3 separate regions of the Mus musculus genome follow, and regions 1 and 3 are each linked to region 2. The links are chromatin contacts, called in public HiChIP or PLAC-seq and promoter capture Hi-C maps. All regions are on one chromosome and are shown on one strand. The core of a region is the stretch at or near the end of the contact, and the rest is flanking DNA. Distances in the headings are between cores, read along the strand shown.

What was found. HiChIP or PLAC-seq counts read pairs in DNA pulled down with a chosen protein or histone mark. Capture Hi-C pulls out chosen DNA fragments and counts their contacts.
Region 1: a contact with region 2 is called in an H3K4me3 HiChIP or PLAC-seq map of craniofacial prominence, with 5 times the contacts expected there. The contact joins the promoter of Fstl4 here to the promoter of Hspa4 in region 2. A contact is called at or near these places in 2 of 39 promoter capture datasets (hippocampal neurons and neural stem cells) and 6 of 115 datasets of contacts at active chromatin or transcription factors (VIP interneurons, cardiomyocytes, craniofacial prominence and 3 more).
Region 3: a contact with region 2 is called in a promoter capture Hi-C map of liver, with 2.0 times the contacts expected there. The contact joins the promoter of Slc22a5 here to the promoter of Hspa4 in region 2. A contact is called at or near these places in 1 of 39 promoter capture datasets (pre-B cells), 4 of 115 datasets of contacts at active chromatin or transcription factors (double positive thymocytes, large pre-B cells, memory CD8 T cells and 1 more) and 1 of 9 other capture datasets (liver).

What each region holds. Positions count from the first base shown.
Region 1 is chr11:52,762,217-52,767,036 of GRCm38.p6, reverse strand. Fstl4 (follistatin-like 4) reads right to left here and starts at 2,331. Exons shown (of 16, transcript NM_177059.3): 1 at 2,155-2,331.
Region 2 is chr11:53,296,630-53,301,729 of GRCm38.p6, reverse strand. Hspa4 (heat shock protein 4) reads left to right here and starts at 1,251. Exons shown (of 19, transcript NM_008300.3): 1 at 1,251-1,670. The coding sequence starts at 1,564.
Region 3 is chr11:53,889,548-53,894,325 of GRCm38.p6, reverse strand. It overlaps Slc22a5 (solute carrier family 22 (organic cation transporter), member 5), which reads left to right and starts at 2,623. Exons shown (of 10, transcript NM_011396.3): 1 at 2,623-3,179. The coding sequence starts at 2,787.

The DNA.
Region 1 (4,820 bases), core at 1,082-3,581, 540 kb after region 2:
CCAATTCCTTAACAGAAGGAAAAGCACAGTGAGTGACCCAGTCTCTCCCTCCTTCTCTCACCTACTGGGCACAACCAGGGGAATCAAAGTCCTGACATTGCCCAGTTCAGCGAGCTGGTCTCACTCTGGGAAAGGGGGTTGGGATGGGGAGAACCTTTCTGCAATTAACAAAACTTGGTGACATCAAATTCTAAGAGGAAAAGTAAAAGCCCCCGGGACAACATAATTAGGACTGCTAACACATGGACCCTTTCCCTGGATGACCTTTGGTTCAGGCTGAAGTCTTCCTGGGAAGAGTGAGGTATTGGGCCCCATGATAGGAGGAAGAAAGCCAGCATTCAGCTGACAGTGGCAGAATAACCTGGGCCTGAGGTCCCTTCTCACACAACTGAAACAGGAAGTCACTGGGTTCTGCCAGAGAAGTGCTGGGGCTATGATACCACACAAGTCCTAGTCACTCCCCGACTCGTTTGCTTTCCACACCAATGTCCACACCAGAGCCTATCCTCAGAGTCAGAGGGACCGGAACAGATACTGGCCAGTATCAGGGACGAGAACAGACTGTTAAAATTCTCCCTTGCATCACCAGTGGCTGCTGGGCAGGAATATAACTTGAGGGCTTTCTGGAAAAGTCCTGACGTCTTCTTCATTCCCCCCCCACTTTTTTCCTCCTTAGAAAATGCCAAGGGGTGTTGTTCTCTGTACGGATTTTTTGGCTAGCAAGTACCCCATTTCTGTGTAAGGCATATAAAGGGGTGGGTGGATTTGGGTACCTCGTGGCAGGGGAGGGTACCTAGTACAATTCTTGGAGCACAGGCTTGCAACAGATTTACTAGGACAACAGACCAAAGCTACTGGCGCTGTCTTTCACTCATGGAAAGCTCGATAGAAGCGACACCTAGAGGGGACGGAGGGGAGACTACCGAAGCGCTATTCATCAGTGTCAAGAGACGGTTATCTGGAGGGAAGTCCTCTAGGCAGGGCAAGGTGGACCAGCTCTGGGAGAAAATGCAGACCTGGTGGGGGCGAGGGGAAACTCCCAGAGAACTCTGAGCTGACCAAAGGACAGCATAGACGCTCGCCAAATTCTGGGCACCACGAGCCCTACCGACCGCTGCCAGTCAGTTTCTTCCCTTGCAAGTTTCAGGACAGGAAGTCCTCAGGTGGCAGACATAGGGGAAGCCAAGTGGGACACGGCTTTGTCAGCTGCAGAGAGTGCTCAAAGCCTCGTGCTGCAGTGCTACCCAAACTCCAGGCGACATGCGCCCCAAGAGCAGCGCTCTGCCTGCGTTTCCCAGGTCTCCTCTGAAACTTAGAAATGGTCTCTCTTCCTTCGGTGGAGCAAAGAGGGGCCGAAGTCAGTCAGCACAGTTGCTCTTAGCACCTACCCACCCACCCCCAACCTAAATATCCTCAGGACAAACTGCTCCCTAGAGACTTCCCAGTGGGTTACAGCAGCTGCTTACTGGCAACAACTGTGGCCTCGCAAGATGAAAGCCACAAGGTCCCCAGGGCAGGGTTCTGCTAGGATGCCCTCTTCTTGAGCTCCTTACACTGAGGGCCATGGGATAACGAGGGCCAAGAGAGGCGCAGATTATCTTTGGGCTGCGACAAGGGGACGCAAGTTTCCCCGCAAAGCGGAGGGGAAGAAGGTGCAAAGGATGCCCGCCCCGCACTCTAGATCCCAGCCAAGGGCACAGGTCTGAGCCAGGGTCTGTCGCTAGGGTTTGGCTGAGGCCATCCGGGGGTTCAGAGCCCAAGAGCGGCGCCTGCAGGGTCTCGGTGCGGATCGCGAGCTTCGGGCTCAGCCAGAGCAGTTCTGCGTGGCGCCCCGCGCGCCTATAAGGATCACTCCGTTCCCCACCGCTGATCCCCGGGTGTCAAACCCCATGTACCCCAGCTTTAAGCCCCCAGTCCTAGCGCATCCAGGGTGGCCCTGCCGAGTCCCGGCCCTGTGGTCCCGTGCCCGTAGCCAGGCGCGCAAACTTGGCTCTCCAGGCGTGGGCAGTGAGAACCTGCGAACGCCCGCACCGGGCCCTGCAGCGAGCTGCGGAGCTGCGGGCGTCGGGACCCGGGCGGAGAGCAGCGGGACGAGCTGGCGGCGGTGGCACGACTCGGACACCCGCATCTTCTCCGGAGCTGCGACCCGCTTACCTACGGCGGCCGGGGCCGAGGGAATGACCAGGTGGCCGGACTCGGGTGGAAGGGAGGGAGCGCCCCGTGGCGGCGACAGAGGCGGCGACCCGGACCCCGCGTCCTCGGCTGGGTCGTCTCCGGCTGTCGGCTGGTCCCCTGGCGTGCTAGAGATAGTCCAAGCTCCAGCTCTCCGAGCCTCCGCCGCCCGCCGCTGTGCCACCGCTGCCGCGGCTGCCCTATTTCTGCCGCCGGGACCGGAGCCCGTGACGTCACCCTCCGGGCCCCGCCTGCCCAATCGCCGCCACCTGTGCTCGCCTCCCGCCTGCTTGCGGGTCAGACCCCGCGGCAGGTGTAGAGCAGCCCGGCGCGCAAGCAGAGCGCGAGGATTCCCTGTTCCCTGCACCACCTGGGCCAGACAGCTCTCTTTCCCCTGGCTCCCAGGAAGCTCAGCAGGTGACAACCCCCTGCCTCTGTTTTCCCACTTACCCCTCCTCTCCTCTAAGCTCTTTTCCGGGCCAGCCTCCCCCAAGGTTGTGCTTTGCTCAAAGCGCAGGATTGCTCTCAATCAGCGGCCATTTCTCGTGAAACCTTACGGGGTCGGTACATTGCACCAAGAGAGATGTCCCTGAAGCAATATTCAGGGAACACTCCTCCCTGCATTGAGAACCAACTACCTGTGAAAGAGCAAAGTTTTCTTTACTCCCAACTAGAGACGCTTACAAGATTCCCAGGTGACATTTGCCAAGCCTGACCAGGCTGAGCCGGGAACGTGTCTTGTTCCTAAAACAAGACACTTTCCTCTCCTGGGCCTAAGACCTCAGCTTCCTGGCTTTTCCATCTCTTTTCTCTTCTCTTCTCTTCTCTTCTCTTCTCTTCTCTTCTCTTCTCTTCTCTTCTCTTCTCTTCTCTTCTCTTCTCTCTTTCCTCCACAGCTCTTCATATGTGCTCAGCTAAATTGCAAACACCTCTGTCACTTTCGACCTAACCTCACAGTTGCCCAGGTCCTGCCTCCTACTGTGCTGGTGTGGATGTCCAATGGCTTTCTGTCCTGCCCATGCCTTTGGGATCTCTCCTGATTTGCAGGAGGGCTCAACGGGGCTTCCCTGCAGATAAGATTAGTTAAATAGAAAAGAAATTGTGGAAATATGAAAGGCTGGTTGAGTCTGTCCTTCCATTGGGCCCCTGGAGTACAAGCCTCTGGGCTGGTTCCGGAAGATACTGCAGTGAGTGGGGCGACAGAGCCTTTCTTGCTCAGGTTGTTGGTGTAGGATCTAGCCCTCCTTCCACCACTGTCCAGAGAGTGGTGCAACTCAGACCCGGTTGTAATTGCTTCTCAGCTGCAAAAAATCAAAGTGACTTCCAAGTCGTAGTCAGCTGTGACTTGGCCAGTGAGCGCCAAAATTTGCACTCAGATATAAAAAGGCAGCGGTATTCTCTGTGCCCTGGGGCTGTGGCCAGAATGATGCTCTCTGCTATTTGACCATGATTTTCTGCCAATGCCATCCATGAATGAATCCCCAAGGCTGGCTGGAGGCTGGATTCTCTGAATATACCTGGAATTCAGGAGGTGAGGCACAATTTCCATCTTGAGAAAGAGAAAATGAGTGCCCCTAACAGGTGCCAGGGGGCACAGAAGTGATGTCCCGCTCCCCCAACCCCTTCTGAACTTGCATCCCCAGTCTGCAGATGGGACTAAACCACACAGCTCTCCAAGATGAGGTGGAAAAAGAGGCATATCCCTCTTTTCTAAGCATCAAGTCGCTGAGGCAGCCCAGTAGCCAGAGTGCAGGATTCCAGGCAGGAGAGTGGTGTTTCATTTTTTGAGGTTGTTGTTTTTTAATAACTAGAGGTCACGTATAAGTCAAGGCCTGCAGACTGACCAAGACCAGAAATAGCCACGTTTAATGTTCTAAACAACGTTGGGCTTCTTCATGCTTCCCAAGGAAGGAGAAGGAGAACGAAACTGCTATGAAACAGATGTTCAGATTACTCCCCAAGAGCTGATGCTGACCTCCACGGCGAGCCGTTGTGACCACTGAGCGGAAAACCAGAGTGGGATAACGAGTCACCTTGGAATAAGAGAAAGTGACGTGGGAAGGTTGGAGTCGAACACACCTCCGAGAGGCAGCATTGGGTGCCGCACGCATGCTGATGCCTCTTCCAGTTGCTTTGTGCTTTCACCGTGTATTTCTTTGTTTTACTAGCACATTCTGGGCTGGGAATGAAGCTGGTTTTCCCACAGAGACTTTTGGAATTTGCTTGCATCTTTCCTTGCATCTTCGTTTCAGGACTTGCAAGCTTCTCGTTAGCTAACTAGGATTCTTGGGGGAAGTTTTGTTGCTTTGTTTATTTATATTTTTTAAAGATTTATTTATTTATTATATGTAAGTACACTGTAGCTGTCTTCAGACACACCAGAAGAGGGCGTCAGATCTTGTTACAGATGGTTGTGAGCCACCATGTGGTTGCTGGGATTTGAACTCCGGACCTTCGGAAGAGCAGTCGGGTGCTCTTACTCACTGAGCCATCTCACCAGCCCTGTTTATTTATTTTTTTAAGGTAAAATTTTGAATTTGTACAATTCAGAACGTTTGGGGTGGAAGGGCTCCGAACATAAATTGCGTTAGTGCACTAGCTCAGCTGTACAGATTCAGAAACACAAGCGGAAGTGATCAATATACTTC
Region 2 (5,100 bases), core at 2-2,501:
GAACAGATATCCCCTGTTGCTCTCTGATGTAGTTTTTGGAGGCAGGGTCTCTCTCTGAAACTGGAGCTCTAGTTTTTGGACTAGGCTGCTAGTCAGGGAGCCCCTCCAGTTAACCTCTTGTCTTTGTCCTGCTAGGTTCTCGATGACAGATCGAGATTGGGATTCAAACCCCAGTCTGTATGGTTTCACAGCACGTATTAACTGTGGAGCCATCTCTCCCGCACGGTTTACTGTGTTGGACACCGTTAGGCACCTATGAACAAGAGGTGACAAATAAGTGAAATTTAAAAATCCTTTCAGTTTTGTGGTGTTGGGGATCCAGTCCAAGGCCCTGAGCCTGCAAGTGTTCTAGCACTGTACTCTATATCCTCAGCCACAAAACAGCCAGAAACCGGGAAACTTAGGATCTTCCTCCTGCACTCTGGGTTGGTAATAATCAGAAACGCGTTGAAGCTGGTTCCCCTCCAGCTTTCCGCAACTGGCTAACGTAGTGGTCACTATAGTTTCAGATTCTTTAGTTTAACGCAGGGTGGGGGCATGGCTGTAAGTGGGTCCCAGCACTAAGGAGAAAAGAGCTTCCGAATTTCAAGGTCATCCTTGAGGACTGTCCTGCAGGACATTCTGTCCCCTCCCCACCTACTCTATATAATAATGTGTTAGCATTCACATAAACGTGACACTGGTCTTAGACCTCCCACTCCACGGAGCATGTGATTTGGACCCTTGTGTCCAGCTCAGGGAAAACACCTAGGACTGAAAGGTCCCTCGTCTGATCACGGGAAGTGAGTGGTTAAAAGTAGGTGGAAGCGTGGCTTCGGATTCTTTTAGTTAGCGCTTGGTTTTAATACTGAGTTTTACGTAGAGCCGAGCTGAAACCCTTAGCGCCCTTAGCAGGATTAACTCGAGTTCACTGTGGGGCCTTAAAAAAAAAAAAAAAAACCCTGCAGAGAGCCTGCAAAGTCACTGCCGGAAGTCCCTCCGCGGTGACGAGCACGGCGGAAGTGGGTTCAATGCAGCTCCCCGAAGAACTGTCTCACTCCCGCTCGCCTGACTTCTGGATGGGAGGCGCCCTGCAGCTCAGGGAGGATTGTGGGGGGCTTCTCCGCGCAGGCTCAGTGGCCCACTTCGCGTCGGACCGCTTCCGTCCCCCCACTTCCTTTCACGGTTCCTGTGCCAGGACGTGACGCCAGACTTCGTCAGACGGGAGGAGCCTTGGGAGGAAAAGCGTCTGAGCCGGGGTCTCGCGAGAACGTTTCGTTTCAGCGCAGTTCTCGCGCTGCAACCTTGCTCCTGTTGCAACGAGAGCCTTCGAGATCTTCTCCGCCTCCGCGACCGGCGCCTCCTCTGCGGCCGTGGAGCCGGAGCCGCGGCCCGAGCGGTAGAGGCCCCCGTCTTTCTCCAAGCCCCAAGCCTCCTAGCGGACGGTCGTCCGGCTTCGCCCGCCCAGCCGCGGCGCTCCACCGGCCCACGCGGCTCGCCCTCTTCCACGCGCCAACCCCGCCGGGTTCCGTGTGCAGTGTCGGCGGCCGGCCCTGGGCCCGAGCCGGAGCAGTAGCCGGCGCCATGTCGGTGGTGGGCATAGACCTGGGCTTTCAGAGCTGCTATGTCGCTGTGGCCCGCGCCGGCGGCATCGAGACGATCGCTAACGAGTATAGCGACCGCTGCACGCCGTAAGTGGGGCTTGGCTGGCGGGGTCGCCTCGCTTTCCGGGCGAGGGTCCGCAGGAGACCCCCGCCGAGTGCCGGGTCGCCCGCGGCTGCCACCTGCTTCGGATCCTGGGCCTGCGCCAGGCACGAGGCCCTTTCGCGCGGGCCAAACGAAGGCTTTGAGCCGGTACTCTGATCGGCGGAGGGCAGGAGCAGGAACTGAAAGAGAAGGCGGGCCTGAGACCGTGGGATGGACCGACCGCTCTCACCTCCTTTTTTGGGGGGGGGGAGGGTTTGGGTGGTTCGGTCTGAAACGAGGTCCAGGGCTTGCTGAGCTCGTCGAATCCAATAGAGGTTCAAACTCGGCCCACGGCGAGCATTTAATAAAAGTTAACTTGCAAGATTGTGGCCTCGGGACTGGGAAGCGCTCTGAGTCCCACGTGAGTGGGGGCGGGGTGGCGCCCGGAAGATGTGGAGTCTGAGTACCCACGGCAGGCCCTGAATAAAGTCCATGCTTTTCTTGATAGCGTTTTAACTCCCTTCATTCGTTTTTGGATATTGAGTTAGGTTGGGTCATTCCTTACCCAGGCTGCTCACCTATTCCTTAACAGCGTTAGTTTTTCATGCTAATGAATTCCAGCCGGAAGGTTGCCACAATTGTTAATGCATGACTCAAGGGCTCTGTTTGACTTCTAGAACTTACATGAAGTTATGGGACCAGTATAGACAAATCTGCAAAAAAAAAAAAAAAAAAAAAAAAGACTCACTCAGAGCTTGCTGGAGTAAAAGGGAGTCTACTTTTTAGATATATGTAGGATTTTTTCCCCCACATTTAGCCCAGGATGACCTAAAATTTTCATTCTGCTTCTGTCTGCTAGAATCTGGTATTACAGGTGCGTTAAAATTTTATTTATCTGGCGCTGGTGGCACAGGCCTTTAATCCCAGCTCTCGCAGGGAGGCAGAGGCAGGCTGCAGTGAGTTCGAGGCCAGCCTGGTTCATAGAGACCATTTCAGGATAGGCAGGGCTACGCAGAAAAGAAAGCTTTGTCTTAAAAAAGATGTTAATCTACTGAATTCCTTTAGGTAAACTTTGGAAGAAGCTCTGTTGTTTTTGGGTTCACAGTCCCAGATCATTGTTTTTATCTTGTTTTTAACCAACCTTCTGAGGCCAGTTTCCTGTCTCCCAGACTGTTTTGAAATAACTTTGTGTCTGGGAATGACTCTTAATCCTCCTCCCTTCATCTCCCAAGTGTACAGGTGTGCAGGCACAACACCCAGTTTGCTGTACAGTGGGGGCTTGAAGCCAGGGCTTCATGCATACAAAACAAGCACTCTACCAAGTAAGCTATTGCCTGGCACCCAATTCTCGAGTTTGGTGCCACAGAGCTCTGGTACCATTATCAGAGTCAGTTTTCAACGTCCCTTCCCACCCCAGTACCAAGCTCTCTTCCCATTTGTCCTTTTTAAGCTAGGTATTATGAGTAGTCTTTGTTTGTTTGTTTCTTTTTTTTGAGACAGGGTTTCTCTGTGTAGCCCTGGCTGTCCTGGAACTAACTCTGTAGACCAGGCTGGCCTCGAACTCAGAAATTCGCCTGCCTCTGCCTCCCGAGTGCTGGGACTAAAGGCGTGGGCCACCACACCTGGCAGTATGAGTAGTATTTGTACAGAGGTATCTTGTACTGGCATTTGAAAAGTTAAACATTTTTGCTTCTAGTCATTTTAGCACTAATTTCGTATTTGGTAATGATGCTGCTGGTTCCTCACTTTTGGGAAGATCATCTTTCCAAGAAATTTCAACAGTCTGAGCTGAAGATTTGGCTCTTTGGGCAGAGCCTTGACCTGCAGAAGCCTGAGGCTTGGGAAACACTGCTCCTACCTAGCCTTCCTTTAGATTGCCTGAACCTGCTCCTCTCTTAGATGGCAGCTGTGGCAGTTTGCCATGAGTTTCATTATTTGAAACTTTAGGAGTTGTTTTCTGCTGGCAGTTAAATTTGCATAAGGACTGAATAGGTCATTAATCCTGTGATTGTGCACACTGCATGCATACTTCCTTTGCCTTAGTTTTCCTATGTATTTTATTTTTTTTTAAAGACAGGCTACATAGCTGTGGCTGCTCTAGAACTCAGTGCAAGACACTGCTGGGAGTAAAGGTGTGCACCACCACACCCGACTGTATTTTTTTTTTTATATGACAAGGCCTGACTCTTAGGCTAGCTTTTGAGGGAACTACAGAACTGCAGCCTCCTGAGTGCTGGCATCACAGGTGTGCTACTGTGTCTGGCTTCATTTAAATACTCTGAACTATGCATTTGATTAACAGATTTCTATGTTGGAGGTGTGGCCTTAAATATCAGAGCAGAAAGTTCAGAGTCTTTTCAGGTTGTGGAAGAATAGATTTAAAAGTATGCAGAGCCTGTGTTGTAGGTTTCTTCCAAGGTGAAAGTGTAAAGGTGTGGGTCTCTGGTTTGACTGTGACAGGGAGATGCACCTCATTTGTATTCTAACACTCTCAGTTCTACCTAATTCTGTAAAGACAGATGAAAACCTTATGTACTTCATTGATTATTTCACATGGGGGTTTACTTGAACTCGAGGAGTAGCCAAATCTTTGCCTTTCCATCTCCTTTGTTTTAGTGGGTTATCTAGTGTGACTGTGGCTGTGTTAAGCATTGGAGATACTTTGATGAATAACAAAATGCTCAGTCTTGCCATCATGGGCATGGTAATGGAAAAAGCCACAGGCTAAACAAGAGCATTCTATTACTATCTGGTGAAGAACAAGGTGGAAAAGTACAGAATATGGTGTAACTGACATAACTAGATGTGGGCTGCTTCTAAAATGTCATTTGTGACCTGGAAGGTAGGCACGAGTTCACATGGAGGCCACGGTGGGTTTGAAGGAGGAGTTATTTGAGCAAATGGGAAGGCCTGGGGCAAGTAGTGTTTTTACAGATTGAGAGGATGATGGCACATCTTGAGGCAAGGCTTGGAATGGTTAAGATTTCTCTTGTTAGTGCAGTAGAAAGTGAGCCAGTTTTTTTTTTTTTTTGGGTTTTTTTTTTTTTTTTAGATTTATTAATTATATGTAAGTACACTGTAGCTGTCTTCAGACACACCAGAGGGCATCTGACCTCATTATGGGTGGTTGTGAGCCACCACGTGGTTGCTGGGATCCGAACTTAGGACCTCCAGAAGAGGAGTCAGTGCTCCTAGGCAGCCCAGCACTCTTAAGGCAGAGGCAGGCGGATATCTGACTTTGAGGCTAGCTTAACTTTGTCTACAGAGCAAGTTCTATTGCTACACAGACCCCGTTTCAAAAAACAAAGAGAAAAATGGCTTCTGAGAAAGTAAGAATGGATATGAGAAAAGCAAAGAGGTTGATACAGAGGAGATTGCCTTGTGTGGTAGCAGTGGGAGAGAAATGAGCAGCTTTTGAGTCAAGCTGAGTTTTTA
Region 3 (4,778 bases), core at 1,374-3,873, 590 kb before region 2:
TGATAAAAAGAGGAGAAAACACAAAATCTTTAAATGGCATTTTCACAAGACCGGAATAGCTTATAATGTTTAAATTCTTAAATTCTGCCAGGCGGTAGTGGCACATGTCTTTAATTCCAGCTTTCAGAGGCAGGGGCTAGGTGGATCTCTGTGAGTTCAAGACCAGCTTAGTCTACTAAGAGAGAGCCAGGACAGCCAGGGTTACATAGAGAAATCCCATCTAAAAAAAGTATCATCCAGTTAGGTAATCACTAACTAAATGTAGCTAAATGTAGCTGCAAAGTATTCAAAGGTGTGGCTCACCAGGGTCAATTGAAATATGCTTTAAATACACGCTGGAATGCTAATACTTAGTGTGAAAAATGGGATTAATGGTTTTTAATAAATAAATTTCTGTATTAATTTTACCTTGCTTTTTGGACATGAGTTAACATTCTTTTGATAGAAGCTTTGTATTCTTTTGAAATGTTTATTAATACAAGGATACAAGAAACTGGTTTACTGAAATAATAATGTTCCTGATACATTCAGGTTACACATATTGTTATGGTTAATTCCATACTTTTTAAAGGAAAGCTTTTCTTACACGGCTGGGATCCAATCCAGGGCCTGGTGTGTGTAAGGCAAGCACTCTCCCACTGAGCAACACCCCAGCTCTAAAGGCTTCTACTATGAGCACTGCCAGGGAGGAAGAACACAGGGCAGCCACTTATATCTCAACCTCACATGTCCCTGCATATGCCAATACATAACTATAATTCAGATTGTTAGTTCTTTATGCAAAACTTGAATCTGACCACGTAAAATTTTTATTTACTAGATCTGGACATTTTATTAATATGGCTGTGACAATTATTGTTGTCAACTTGACAGGGTCTAGAATCACCTAAGAGAGAAACCTCTAGGTGTCTGTGAGGAAGCTTCTAGATCTCGTTAGCTGGAGTGGGAAGAGTGACCCTCAGAGTGGCAGCATCTGTTCCATGGCCTTTGGTTCAGGACTAAGTAAGAGGAGAGAAAGCAAGCTGAGCGCCAGCATTTCTCTCTCCTGGCTTCCTGAATGAGGCGACTGTGACAAGCAGACTCCTGCCACCCAGCCTTCCGGGAGTGACTGACTCCACCCTCTGACTACTGAGCCGAACAAACCCTTTCCGCTTAAGTTGCTTTGTCTCTGTAACCAGAAAAGTTACTAACAGCTACTAAAGCAATTGTAGTTACAATGTTTGCCTGTTCCACCGCAATGCTGAGGAGCACGGTTGGTCAGTTGAGGTCAAAGCTACTGAGCAAGCCAGGGCAATATAGCAAAACTCATCTCAAAAAAATAAATATAGATAAAATTATAAGGGTAACTTCTTATTTTATTAGACAGTGTTGCTTCAGAATCATACAGTTGCTGGTCGGTTTTTTGTTTTTTGTTTTGTTTTTGGGTGTTGTTGGTTTTTAGAATATATTACTAGGACAAAATAATGGGTTTCATGGTAAAGTTTGTTGTTGTTGTTTATTTGAGAACCTGGAACTGGCTATAAAGACCAGACTTGATTAAGGTCCTTTGCCACAAACTCTGGTAAGTTTTTGTTTTGGTTTTTTAACAAGTTGGCTCCTGCATTAATTGTAAAAATTACAAATCTGAGAGATTAATCCTACACTAAGATCCTTAATCTTGAAGTCAAAATTTTACTATTTCTTAAATCAAAAGACAACAAAATAATTTAAGAACATAATAGTCTGGGAATTAAAATTCATTGCCACCTTTCTCATCACCAGTCTCAAAATCCACCCCTTTTTAATATATGTATATATTATATGTAAATATATATAACTATTATTTTATTTTATGTGTATGAGTGTTTTGCCTGCAAGTCTGTTTTGTCTAATGTGCCGAGTGCATGCCTACTGGGCCTGTGAGCTGCCCTATGCCTTTTAGGAAGCAAGCCAAGGTCCTCTGGAGGAGCAATCTGGACTCTTAAAGAGAGTCCTAGCTGAGCTATCTCCGCAGCCACAAAAGATGGCAGTCTTTCCAGGAAAAACTGCAACAAAGGCTGTCGTTGTCAATGAGACTCTCCGAGGTTCACAATATCTCTCAACCACAACAAAAATTTGAGAAGGTGGGCTGTTTACTGCTTAAATTCTAAGCCTCTTTCCATTGAACACCCAGAATGGTCTTCCCAGGATGGCCTTGGACACAAACTTTTCAAAGTCACCCTTTCCCTCAAGAGAAGGGCACCCTGGGAACCTGCTCCAGGAAGTGTCCTGAAAAGACCCAATTCCGCCCCCTAGAGCGGACCTGTTAGGGGCGTGGCTCACAGACGCCCCGCCTCAGTCTTCCAGTCTGGGCGGAACTAGAAGTGTTCACCCAACCCGGGCCCCGTAGAGACTATGGAGGCGTGGTCGAATGAAGCCACACCCCTCCCTCGCTGACAGTTCTGAAGCCCGGTTCAGCCCCGCCTTCTGTACCGCCCAGCTAGTTCTGAGTCCTAGCTCGGCTCCGCCTCAGGCGCACGCGCGGCCGATGGCCGGCGCCCACTGTGCGTCACTCAGGCCCCTGCCCCGCCCCCGCCGTGCCGCGCCGCGCCGCGCCTCAGAGCCGGGACGGCGGGGCGGGCCTTGCGGCCCAGGCCCATGCCCAGAGCCCGCCCCGCCCTCAGGCCCTATGTAAAGTTGGCGGTGGCCGAGTCGGAGGCGTCGGTGGGAACTCACGAGCCTTGCACGCAGAGGCTCTCAGCGCCCCGTCTCCCGCGCCACGGTGTCCCCTTATTCCCATACGGGCGCTGTGGGAGGCTGAGGACGGCATGCGGGACTACGACGAGGTGACCGCCTTCCTAGGCGAGTGGGGGCCCTTCCAGCGCCTCATCTTCTTCCTGCTCAGCGCCAGCATCATCCCCAATGGCTTCAATGGTATGTCCATCGTGTTCCTGGCGGGGACCCCGGAGCACCGTTGCCTTGTGCCTCACACCGTGAACCTGAGCAGCGCGTGGCGCAACCACAGTATCCCGTTGGAGACGAAGGACGGACGACAGGTGCCTCAGAAATGCCGCCGCTACCGACTGGCCACCATCGCCAACTTCTCTGAGCTAGGGCTGGAGCCGGGGCGGGACGTGGACCTGGAGCAGCTGGAGCAGGAGAGCTGCCTGGATGGCTGGGAGTACGACAAGGACGTCTTCCTGTCCACCATCGTGACAGAGGTAGGTGACAGCCCCCCTATCAGGGTCTGGTGACATCGCGGCGACGGTTGTAGCCCTTCGTCCAACGCACAGGCTGATGAGCATCCTCCAGTCAGGTGGCCCAGGAACATTTTATGAGATGACTTCTAGCCATAGTACGCCCCTCAGGGGACAAGTGTCTGGCAGACCATCCGTCCATAGGGTCCCATTGAAGATAGAGTCCAGAAGGTTCTGCCCCTTAGGAGATGCCCTGAGACCCTGAGGGGTGGGACTTTCTCGAGGTAGTGATGTGATTCAGAGGGGCCGGATTCAGACTTGCTCCAGAGAAGAGGCCACAGTTTTAGCCTCTGTTCAGAAAGGAAAGACTCTTTGCAGAACTTTTTAAAGTTAAAGAAACGTGTGTTCCAAACTCTCTACCTTTTCTGGAGTTATTCTTTCTTCCCTCACCTGTCCTCATCCCAAAATGAAGGCTTGCCATGCCCCAGGAGAAACTGTTTTCCATTTGCCCGCGATGGATTGTTACTTCTTAAGGACCCATGTGTCTGCAGATCTATCCAGGGTGACTTGTTGGTATGGAGTCTTTTCCACAGTATTCTGGGACAAGATCACTGGAGAGGTTCGGTAAGGCATGTAAGGTTACTCTGAAAAGCGATGGAAACCTAATTCCTCATCCCCTTGCACTTTATTCTTGGGTGACTTTGACATTTCTCAGTCACTCTGCTGGGGGTGTGGCAGGCCATTTAATGGTGCATGTGGATGTGTTTGGGGACTTGGGCACCAACTGTAGTTTCCTGGAGGCTCAGCAGTATTGAATATGCAGAATATGAGAAGAATCTTCTGTGATACTATTGAGCAACTGGTTCATTGAGTATCAGGGATTGGGATTGGCCAGTTGGAGATAGTTTCTTGGTGAGTTTAGTTAGCCCTTAGGTCTAGATCCAACATCAAGAAATGGTTTCAGGAGCAGTAGGGAGAAGCTAGGAGTACCTGTTTGGCATTTAAGACTCTTGGAGGTATAGACTGAGCTTCCCTCCTTACAGGGGCTCTCAGGTATATATCATTCTTCAAGAGTAGAGTCAGAGAGTATCCCCACAAGAGTCACTGTCTGTTTCCTTTGGGAGTTTGTGGTTAGATGTGTTCAAACCTGTGCTTACCTACTACATAAGTAGTAAGAATGAAATCTGAGCTCCATTGGGGATTTTTAACTTAAGTGACATCGTGCCAGGATCAGGTATCACTACCTAACAAAAAAGGGCCTGGTCAGTGATGGAGCACACTCCTTTAGTCTGAGCACTCAGGAGGCAGAGGCAGGAAGAACTCTAGGAGTTGGAGGCCAGCCTGGTCTACAGAGTTGAGTTCTAGGACAGCCTGGGCTACATAGGGAAGTTCTCTATTTTGAAAAACAAAACAACAACAAAAAATGTATTTACTGAGATAGTAAAGTGCTTTTGACCCCTGAGTCCACAGAGAAGGGATTGTCAATTGTTCTACATCTTAAGCTCCAAACTCATAAGTGCTTGGAAGCAAGTGATGGCAGAGGCTGTTGGGGTTGACACATCAATTCCTGAAATCTGCTTTGGCTGCCCAAAAAAGGGGCAGTTGAAATCTGAAGCAGCTTCC